Linked DNA regions of Sus scrofa: region 2 is linked to region 1. A link is a contact called in public Hi-C data. All regions are on one chromosome and are shown on one strand. Each heading gives the region's core, a stretch centred on a gene start, on an enhancer-like site or on the middle of the called end of the contact. The rest is flanking DNA. Distances are from core to core; before and after follow the strand shown.

Evidence for each region. A called contact is a pair of places that touch in the nucleus more often than the background predicts.
Region 2: a Hi-C map of skeletal muscle shows a contact between it and region 1, with 4 times the contacts expected there. The contact joins the promoter of ZNF706 here to the promoter of LOC110260477 in region 1. A contact is called at or near these places in 2 of 47 Hi-C or Micro-C datasets (heart right ventricle and skeletal muscle) and 1 of 2 datasets of contacts at active chromatin or transcription factors (skeletal muscle).

What each region holds. Positions count from the first base shown.
Region 1 is chr4:34,643,161-34,648,582 of Sscrofa11.1, forward strand. It overlaps LOC110260477 (splicing factor, arginine/serine-rich 19-like), which reads right to left and starts at 3,076. Exons shown (of 2, transcript XM_021090802.1): 1 at 2,356-3,076; 2 at 1,654-1,811. The coding sequence starts at 3,076. The coding sequence ends at 2,375. It overlaps UBR5 (E3 ubiquitin-protein ligase UBR5), which reads left to right and starts at 2,650. Exons shown (of 59, transcript XM_021089039.1): 1 at 2,650-3,183. The coding sequence starts at 3,122.
Region 2 is chr4:35,765,342-35,770,763 of Sscrofa11.1, forward strand. ZNF706 (zinc finger protein 706) reads left to right here and starts at 2,746. Exons shown (of 4, transcript XM_003481371.3): 1 at 2,746-3,031.

The DNA of each region.
Region 1 (5,422 bases), core at 1,826-4,325:
ACGAATCTGACTAGTATCCATGAGGACACAGGTTCGATCCCTGGCCTTGCACAGTGGGTTAAGGATCCAGCATTGCTGTGAGCTGTGGTGTAGGCTGCAGACGTGGCTCGGATCCCACACTGCTGTGGCTATAGGCGTAGGCCAGTGGCAATAGCTCTGATTTGACCCCTAGCCAGGGAGCATCCATATGCTTCAAGTGCAGCCCTAAAAACAAAAAACAAAAGTGTGACCCACCGGAGTGTGGGGAGAGGAAAGTTCTTCCTAACATGCCAGCCAGGGGTAATGCCAAGATGGCTCTCAGTCAAAGACCAAGTTTGAATGGGCTGCCTAGAACAATGAGACTGGCCTTCAACTGGGTCAGAAAGTCTGGGTTCTAGGAAACTATGAGTGGGTAACCTTGAGTTGGAAGCAGAGTAGAAGCACTCTGAATGAAAAGGAAGACAGATGTGGAAGAAAGAGAAATGAAGCAAAGTATGGGCATGGTGTTTGGAATTTGTCCAGGGGCACATCCAAAATGACAAGGTTTAAGTTAGAGGTTCTCTTTTCCCATAATATTCTTGAAAGCTCAGCTTAAGTGACATTTCTAATTCTCTTGGATGGAACCACTTCCTCCTTTAACTTTCATAGCACTCTTATTGTATTTATCATATCACATTTTTTTCCCTATTGACTTTGAATAGTCTATTCCTTCTAAATTATTAACTAGATGGCATATACCATTGTGGTATAGTGGAAAGAGCAATGGAATCAGGTTAGATGACTTAGGTTTAAGTCTCATCTTCAGCACTTACCGTAAGTGTTTTAGCCTCAGTGTCCTCATCTATATAATGGAGAGAATATTATTTACCCCAGAGGGTGCTATTAAAAGACCTAAGTGTATAAAGTAGTATGTAGTCAAGTGATACATTTGCCAAGTGGCACATAGTGAGACAAATAAAAGCATCTGCTGAGACTACTATTATAAAGTGGTCTAGGAGCTTGAACACTTGTTTACTTGTTTAGGCCTCACTGAAACCCTATATAGATCTATTACTATGGAATATTTCGCAAATGAGAAATATTTATGACAGGTTAAATGATTTAATAAAAGTCACATTAAGCAACAGAAACAGGGCACAAATTCACATCTGTCTAGCTCCAAAACCAGCAGTGTCCACTGGTCTACCCTGCTTCCCTATGTCTCCCATGGACTTCTAATAGACAGTGGCCTTGAAGTCACTTTTTAGTCTAAATTAATCTGGGCCAATTTGGAGCTGGCGACCTACAAAAGTGTTCCATTATCTGTCTCCAGGGCTATTTACGCTATCTTAATTATAAATAAATTTTCATGTATTTTGTTCAAAAGAACTTCCTAAGCAAAAGAGTGTGTGTGTCTATGTCTGTAATGCATTAGCAGAAGAGTGGTAGTTAATATTAAAAATGTTTCATAGGAACCCTGGTTTAATGAATATCCAAACATACTGGAGAAGAGGCTTCATGTTTTCTTTTTTTTTTTTTTTTAAGGCTCCACCCGGGGCATATGGAGGTTCCCAGGCAAGGGGTCTAATTGGAGCTACAGCTGCTGCCTATGCCACAGCAAGGTGGGATCCAAGCTGCATCTGCAAACTACACCACAGCTCTAAGCAATGTGGGATTCTTAACCCACTGAGCGAAGCCAGGAATCGAACTTGCAACCTCATGGTTCCTAATCGGACTCGTTTCTGCTGCACCATGATGGGGTCTCCTTCACTTTTTTTTTTGTCTTGAAAGAGGTACTTGATTTTCTGAAGCAGCTGTAGAAGCCTTTGAGAAGAAAGCTATGAACTGGTTCCCTAGAAAAAAGCAGATAGATTTAGCAGTTATGATCCCACTGACAGTAAACTGAAGAACGAAACATCTTTGTAGAAGAGATATATCATCTTTCATTTAAAAGTAGTAAAAAAAAAAAAATCGTGAATCATTCAAAGCAGGAAATGGGTGGAAATTTCCACATTTGTCTTCGTGCGGGTATATGATGGTGCTGGTGTTGGGGAAATTGGGGAGATCAGAGTGATAAACGTAGTAGCTGCAAAGTCAGCTCTAGGATCCTACTATTGGACCTTCTGGAAAGGTTCTTACATAACTACCTTACTTCTACAGTAAAAGGCTGTGTATTTCTTGCCCCTTGACTAATTTTACATTTCCACTTTAAATATAGCTGCGGATCAAGGACGAGAAACAACAAAAACCCCCTAAGGGTCCGCAAAATAATTAGGGCCTCCCCGAGGGTAATAAGAGCGAGAGAACGAAGAACCCCCTCTTCTTTCCCAGCCCCCCCTTCCCCCGGGGGATACACACTTAGCCTCCCTCCAGTTCTCCCCACCCCGACCGGCTCACCCCTCCGCCTCCTCTTCCCTTAACACGTGCTCTCCGGAACACTCACTCCGGAGATATCCCACCCCCAGGGGGCTGGGCTCGGGATCAGAACGGACCAATCCGCACGCGCCTTACAGCGTCGTGGCCCGACAACGTTGAGCCGCCCAATCGAAAGGGCCTTACCGCCCGTTTCCCGGAGCCCCGCCCCCTCGCAGCCGTGCCCCCGCCCGCCGGTCTCCTCCCTCCTCCTCCTCCTCCCGTTCGCCCCTCCCCCGCGGCTCGGGAGCGGAGCCTGCGAGACGGAGAAACTGGGGCAGAAGTGAAGATGGCGGCGGCGGTGCTGGCGGCGGCGGCGGCGGCTTCTTGCCAGTGACGCGCGGTGCGGGCTCATCTCCCTCCCCACCTCCTTATTCCGGACCCCGTCCGCCGCCGGGACCACACCAGCCCCGCAGCCCGCAGCCCGCCTCGCTCCTCCCTCCCCAGTCGGCCCTTCTCCCGACGCCCGGCTGCCGCTGGCGGCGGCGCGCCCCGGGTCCCGGCCTCGCACTCTTGCGCGCTGTCGCCGGGGGAGCCGGTGGCGTGTTGATCCGCCCTCCTGCCCGGACCGCCGCGCCGCGGACACACGCTCGGCAGGGAGGCGGCAGCGGCCCCTGCGCATTTGCTTCTCTCCTTTTGGGGACTGGGAGGTGGCGGCGGCGGCGGCTGTGGGTTTTGGGGAGGGGAAGGGATCCGGGGGGTGCATAGCGGGAGGGGGCAGTCCTCCGGAGGAGGACGAGAAGGAAGCACCATGACGTCCATCCATTTCGTGGTTCACCCGCTGCCGGGCACCGAGGACCAGCTCAATGACAGGTAATAGGGCCAGCGGGCGGGCGGGCGGGCGGGGGGAGGGGCGCCTCCCCGCCCTCCCCTCCCCCACGGGGCCGCGCCGGGGCGGGCGCCGGTGTTTACGCGCCGACCGGCCGGCGGGGGAACGGGGGTCCTCACTGCCCCCGGCTAGGCCCCTCCGGGGTAAACTTCTGGTCCTGGGGCCCCGGGGCCGCGGGGGCGGTGGGGAGCGTGGTGTGGACGGGAAAGCGCACTGCACCCTCCTTCCTACACCCCCGCCCCCCCTCCACGGAGGAGCCGCGTTGAACTCGGTGGAGATGGGAGGGGGGGTCCGGCTCCCGGTGTGTGTGTGTGTGGGGGGGGGGGCATGTAATTACCGCCCGGCCCAGGCCCGAGGAATCCATATTAGTCAAAGTTGAATTGAGACAGACAATGCGGATGGGGGATGGTGGAGGTAAAAAGAGAGGGAAGAGGAGAAGCCGGGCGTGGGGCCCCGGGGTAGGCTGGGCTCGCCCGGGCCCCGGGGAGCCGTGTCCGGTGGGGTGTTCTGGACCATCCGGGCCTGGAGATCCCGGGGGAGGGGGGTGGGTGGGGAGAAGCTGATTCCCGGCAGATCGCGGTTGGGGGGAGGGAGGAAGCGCCATGATTATTGTTATTATTATTAAATTTGAGTCCCTGCAGTGAGGTTTGCCTGTCCCGGGAGGGGATAAATTTAGGCGGAGGTGGGGAAGTGGATTGGGTTCCCTTTGCTCTGCTTCTCCCGAAATGATGCTGGCAGCTCCTGCTCCCGGCCCCTATGTTGCGAGCTTTTTTGTTTCCTTTTTTATTCTAATGATAGTGTTTTCCTGAGTTGTAATTTGACAGCTGAAAACCGTGCGTAGAGTCAAAGGAAAACTCTTGCGTTTGCAGTTCGCACTGCTGCTTTTCTTAACATGCTGTAAATTTCTGGGATGGGTTTTGCTCTGGGCGGAGGAGGATTTATGATTTTTTTTTTTTTTTTTTTTTGTCTTTCATAAGAAGGCTGTTTTGGCCCTGGATTCCTCCCCTTCCCTCCTCCACCGTTCAGTGCCAGTTTAGGATATTGAATTGCAGGGCCGCATGCTCTCAGGGAACTGAGATAAAGCAGGAAAAGTTCCTTCACTGTTGCAAAACAGCCTCCGAGGAGGTTGAGGGAAGACTCCATTAAAGCCAGTCTTAGAATCCAGGACTCAGATCTAATGATGGGCTAAGTATTTACAGGGTTAGAGAGTGGGACATTTTAAGCCTCCTTCTCTCCCAACACTTTCGCTGCTCTCTATTCCTTTTGAGTTTAGAAGGCCATCTCGGCTCAAGTTTAGAAGTTAGATATTTTTGTTAAGTGACCGGTGACATAAATTGCATGACGCCCTGTTTGTCATGCGCTTCCCGGAGGGAGGAAGAGGCCTAACTTGCTGCTAAGATATTGGCCTCGGTCTGGGAGTGGGGCGAACAGCTTTTCGATCCGAGAAGCTGGAGGCTTCTGGCATTGGGTTCGGATTTGTCTAATCTTTGCTGTAGCCATATTGTATTTAACATGTTTGTGAAACTTTTGGAATACTTTCTGAAAATATTAACCATTTGGAGTTGTCACGTAGTTCCTTTAAATACTGGGATGAGTTCTAAGTCATTTATTTTAAGATTTTGTAATTCAGTCCTTACTCCAGTTTTATTTCATTACGGATCTTTTGTTAAGACTTTCTCATAAGTTTTTTTTTTTTTTTTTTGTAAATTTTAGAACCAGGCTTGTAGTCAGGATAGCTGTACTGTCATTCATAGAACCAAGTTGATAGTGCTTGTGGTGCACCTTGTCTTGTACCTCAGAAAATTTGAACCAAGAGAGAAGTAGGGCATGTTTTCTATATTAGTTCTAACTTTATATACCAGGAATCCTGACTAGCTTACTCAATTGACTATGCATGCCTAAACGTATTTTGCAGTTGTGTTGGGCACTTTGAATAATTTTTGAGCACTCCTTTTGTTTCAGCTAGTCTCAGAAATTAACATGTATCTTTTTAAAGCTACCTTATCTTTTTTTTAAATTTCTGGTGTAAACAATCAGCTTTGTTTTTGATTTCCTGTAGGGTCAATATTCGATATTAAGCATATTTGGGTTGTCTTCAGTTTTCATTTAATGAAGTTAAGAAAAGACAGATGGATTTGATGAGATCATGGCATCAGAGGTGGCAGATATTTGAAAAAATAGGAAAGAAAATCTTAGGAACCTATAATTGTATCTAGAAGCAGT
Region 2 (5,422 bases), core at 1,496-3,995, 1.1 Mb after region 1:
GTTTTCTAATGAACCCTCGAGCTGAGCACTTGCCTACATTTAGATATTAACCTACGTGTCACAGATACATTGTGGAAAATGATTCAGAATAATCTGTGTATCTGAGAAGTAATATAAGAAGTAATATAAGAAGCACTTTCACCTCTGAAAACGTGACATGAATACAAATAAATAAATAAGCCTCTCAGGTCTTCAGAGAAGTCCTTTAATCTGAATGTGATTGAGACAGAAAATAGGCACAGGCTTACTGCATATTAACCTAGAGTAATTGTCGAAAGGCCGAAGAAAAACATTAGAAATACGGTAGCATTCATGATTAAAACTAGAAACGTGTATGAACATTCTTCTAAGGAGTTCATATCCCATTTGCTGTCACATTTCTAAAACATAAGTGGGACACCAGCTGGTAGTAATGCCAATTCATCTGCCTTTCATATTCTGTTTGTCACGGCACAGATACTGAATCTTAGCCATTCCTTTTTGCATTTTTTCCCCTTTGTATTTCAAATGCCCTAACCATCACATAAAATGACCATATCCTCTAGGTAGTGGTTTTCTACCAGGGGAGAGTCTGACCCCAGAGGACACTTGGTAATGTCTGAAGACATTTTCAATAGTCAAAACTGGAGATGGGGTGCTGCTGACATCAAGAGGGTGATGTTGCCGAACATCCTACAGTCCTCAGGACAGCCCCCAAACAAAGAATGATCTAGCCCAAAGTGTCATTAGCAACCAACATCAAGAAATTCTACCAATAAGGATAAATCTATAAATACATGAACTTTCTGGGGGCAAAGTCTACGGCTTTTACCAAATTCTCAAAGGAGGTACAACTCAAAAATTTAAGAAACACTGGCTCTACCAGATATTTCATCTAGGCCTGGGTAACAAGTGACATGGTAATCCTATTTCACCACAGAAATCACCTATCTAGTTAAAAAGACAGCTTTGCCAATCAGATTTCCCTGTCCTTTTCATCGTCCAGTCTCTTTCATGGCTAGAGAAACACAACTCTTCCAATTTCCTGTCTTTAGGTTTCCCAAGTGCCTCATGTGCTTCCTTCCTATTAGCCAGGTTAATATAATTATACAGTTATGGTGACTTAATAGTTAAGCTATGGCTTCATACATCGATAAGTTCTGCTTTCTTTTCTTTTTTGTCTTCTTAGGGCTGCACCCGCGGCATATGGAGGTTCCCAGGCTAGGGGTCCAATCGGAGCTACAGCTGCGGGCCTACACCACAGCCACAGCAACGCTGGATCCTTAACCCACTGAGCAAGGCCAGGGATCGAACCCGAAACCTCATGGTTCCTAGTGGGATTTGTTTCCACTGCGCCACGATGGGGACTCCCAGTTCTGCTTTCTTGATACACATCAGTTAATCTGATCAATAGCCATTTACTCACCCCCTACTATATTTCATATACTGCTAAGCACTGGGTATGCAGCGGCGAAAATGAGCTTACAATTGAGCACTGGAGAGAGATTAAAATTTGAACCTGTCGTTTAAAACTGCAATATGGAAGGGAGGGTGTGAAAAGTGAGAGGACCTGAAGTGGGGAGGAAAAGGAACGACTGAACAAGTTGTATGCCACCCAAATTCATTAAGCAGTTAACTCCTCCCTGGCTATTTTCAACAATTCTGTGATATATATACCCCGGTCCACCCAAGTTATCCTAGTAACTTGCCATGTATTTACATTCAACTACCATTTCCTGGGCGCTGACAGATAAATTAGGAGAGCGGAGGCAAGGTGAGAATGTCAAATGCCAAGAGTTCCTTTGTTGTTGGATCTGTAGTTCTAATTTGAAACAAACGTGTGTTGGGTGGCGGCGGCGGAGGCGAGGGGAGGGGGGAGGAGGGAAGCAGCAGACTAAAGCCAAGGTCTAAAAGGCCTTTCCAGATAAACAGATTTAATAATTACTAAATCGCCATGCTCTTGATCACATATTGGAAATTAGCCGTCGTGGCCTCTAAGTCAAGTAACACACACGCGCACACACACACACACACACACACACACAATTCCCCCAAATAGTAACAACTGATTAAACTGCTAAGTAGTTAGACTAAAATGGTCAGGGAGGCCTGGCCGGCAATTTTCAGCGAGACACTCAGGCCTGAATCTTGAACTCTCTAAAATTCCCAGATTCGTAGAGTAACCAGGGTTTCCCCGGAAACGAGGTAAAGGGCAGCTGGTGAGCGAACAAAGGCTGCACGTCCCAGTTAAGGGCCGACCAGCCCGCCCGGGCCTCACAGGAGGCGGGGACGGCAGTGCGCCTGGGTGGCGGGCTCCCGGGTCGGCGACCCTTAGCGCCGCGGGGCTGGCGCGCCTCACCGGGACCCTCCCCAGGCTGGGACACAGGAGGGCGCCGCCGAGGTGGGAGGCTCGTGACCTGGGACGCAGGGGCTGAGGCCCGGCCACCGCCCGAATGAGTGAGCGAGCGACTTGTGAATCACACTGCGGGCCGTCACCAGCCAGGACCGAGATCACGCGGGTCCCAGGGCCGGCTAAAGCCGCCCGGAGAGAGCACGCGGCAGGGGAGGGGCACAGAGGACAGAGCGCGACGTCCCCTGCAGTTCCCTTCTCTGAGGGGCCGCCTTCAGCCTGCAGGCCCCGCCTCTCCACTTATGTAATAGGGGCGCGCTGCCATTGGCCCGCGCGGCCGGAAGAGGGGCAGGCGCGCTAGAGAGTGGGGGCGGGGAGGAGGCCTCAGCAGGAAGGCGAGTGGGCGGGAGCAGGGAGAAGCGGGCGGCGCTGGGGCGACTGGGAGAGCAGCGCGGCGTGCGCGAGCACGAGGCGTAGTGGCCTCCCCCAAGGCTGAGGCGGCGGCGGGCGCGCGCGGCGGCGGCGGCGGCGGCGGCGGCGGGTGTGAGGCGCGGGCTGTTGTGCTCTCGGCTCTCCCTTTTCCCCTCCTTGGCGGGTGGAGGAGGTCGAAGCGGTGCTGGACGCGCTCCCCTTCCTCTCCGGCCACCTCCCCGGCGCTCTCGCGCTGCGCGGTCTCTCAGACGCAAGACTGTCCCGGCCCGGGTAAGCGGCTGTGGGGGCGGCGCTGACGCCGCACAGGACGCCCGGGAGCCCGGGTGGGGGCCCGCCGGCGGGGTCGGCGGGAACCATGGGGGTTACCACAGGTCGCGAGGGGCCACCGGCCTGCCCCGCCTCCCGGGGGCGGCCGAGCCCGTCCTGTCCGGCGCGGGCCGCGGAAGGAGGGGAAGCTCGGGCGCCTGCCAGGCCCTGCAGGTGGCCGGGTCGCAGACCGGTAGCCGAGCGGTAACCTTACCCTCTGGCGACAGCAGCTGGCCGGTTTCTCGAGGCCGGGACTCCCCGTGGTCAAGGGGCCGGGTTTCGGACAGCTGAGGCCTCCGGGAGGCACGTCTCGGGCCGGGGTCCGTGGGGAGTGGCGGGTAGAGAGAGACTGGGTGGCAGAAAAGAGGAGGGGGCTCTCTGAGGCTGAAGAGACCGGATCGAGAAGGAAGATGCGCCCGGCTGCAGCTGGGTTCAGCGAAGTGCTGAGAGAAATAGACCTTACGGCTGGTGCTTTCATCCTCTGCCTCTCCAAAACGGATGGAGTTAAAAGCCAGGGTCAGGATGTTGAACACTGCCTGGGCCTCTTCGCTTCACATTCTTAGGGAGGATGATCCTACTTCCTGGATCCAAAATCTTTTTTTTTCCTCTCTTATTTGTTTTGGTTCTAAGAGGGTCTTTGGGGCAGTGCTTAACTTGTTACCTCCGATAAGAGCTCCTCGTTTTGGAAGAACTCGTTATTCGCTCTGTTACTTCCCTCTTTGCAGCCCCCTCCGAGAATCGTCCAAAATAAGAGTTATATTAAAAACCAACTTTTAGGGTTGTACATGACTTCCTGCTCCACAGTTTGGCGCATTTAATCAGGGAGAAGTTATGCTTAGTTATTGCTTAAGGTTTTGTAGAAAATTCGATTGGCTTGAGAGCAAGTCCTAAGTTGAGCTGTCCAAAAGCAGGTGGTTTGTTCGTTTGCATTTCTGCTTTCAGGAAGGAAATCAATGCAGCGTGTTAGAACTTAGGGGCCGATCTTAACACATTTAGACTAATTGAGTTTCCTTTACCTGATGTTAGGCTTTCTATTTCAAAAATAAGAACAGCAACCACAGACGTATTTATTAAAGCTTTCATGGCTTGTTTGTTACTTTTGTTAGATGACAGTGAAAATGGGTTAAATCTATCGTGTAATGTTATGTATTAGAAGAAATTGGAACTGCAAAAGTTAAAAATAATGTGTATTTAATGGCATTCCTTTGTACAGATCCCTGCATGAAAATGTTAAAATAGCTAACAACTTCTAGATATCAAAGAAACTTCTAGAATTAGTAGCTTCCCTTCTCACAATTTTTTTTTCAGTGTATAACAATTAAGAGGTTATCCGTACAGTCACTATGTTAACATCTTTAGCATACATTATGTGGAAGAGTTCAGAGACCTGAGAGCACTGAAATATTCTAACACTGAGATGTTAGGAACATTATAAACATCGGGATAAAAAAAGATTGAATACATGACTGTCATCCAAATAATACAAACGTATCCAAATCTGTTTCCATGGGAATAGGTTTGTACAGCTGCCATAAATATACTTTTAAAAAAAAATCATTCCATTTGGCTTGGAATTAATAAAGATTTGGTTTTTAAAAAATAACCACAATGGAAGTTTATTCTCCAAAAGCTAACACATCTGGGTTTATTTACCATTATTGGGTGGGAATAGGGTTCTTATATTAGACTAGCATACTAAACATTTTTGTAATTTGTTAAAATATTTAGTTGGCTTTTAGAAAAGGGTTGATTGGCCTTTATATTTTGACTTGTAGTTCGGTGTTTAATGCTGGTGGGACTCTGTCCAGTCAGTAGATTTATTTTCGCAGTTTCCCTTTTTCTTTTTGGGAGAAGCTCAGGTATTTTAATGAAATGCTTTGACCTCATATCTGTTAACTATCTAGGGTTCTAGTCAGAAAACAAAACAAAACAAAAAAACAGCATTCTTTTTTGGTGAAGTTGTAGATTCGTTGTGAGTTCATGTCCTGCAGTGATTTAAAAGTTTAAAGTTAATTTCACTGCTAGTCAAAACTATACATAAGAATTCTATTTAGATCCAGTTTTAAAGTATTTAAAAAGAGACAGACTCCATTTTAGGCCTTTTATGAAGAGGTTTAACTTATATTACCTAAAAGAAGCCTTTGTAAAAGTAGCCTTTTTCCGTTAATTTTTTTAGCACATTTAGGTTCATTTCAGATCATCAGTAGTAAAAAGCAGTGTCTTTAATTTTTTTAAAGTTACCCTTAATCTTATTTAATAATTTGTCTAGCATCCTACAAAGATCACTTTTTTTTTTTTTTCCTTCTGTCTTTTTAGGGCTGCATCCATGGCTTATGGAAGTGTCCAGGCTTGGGG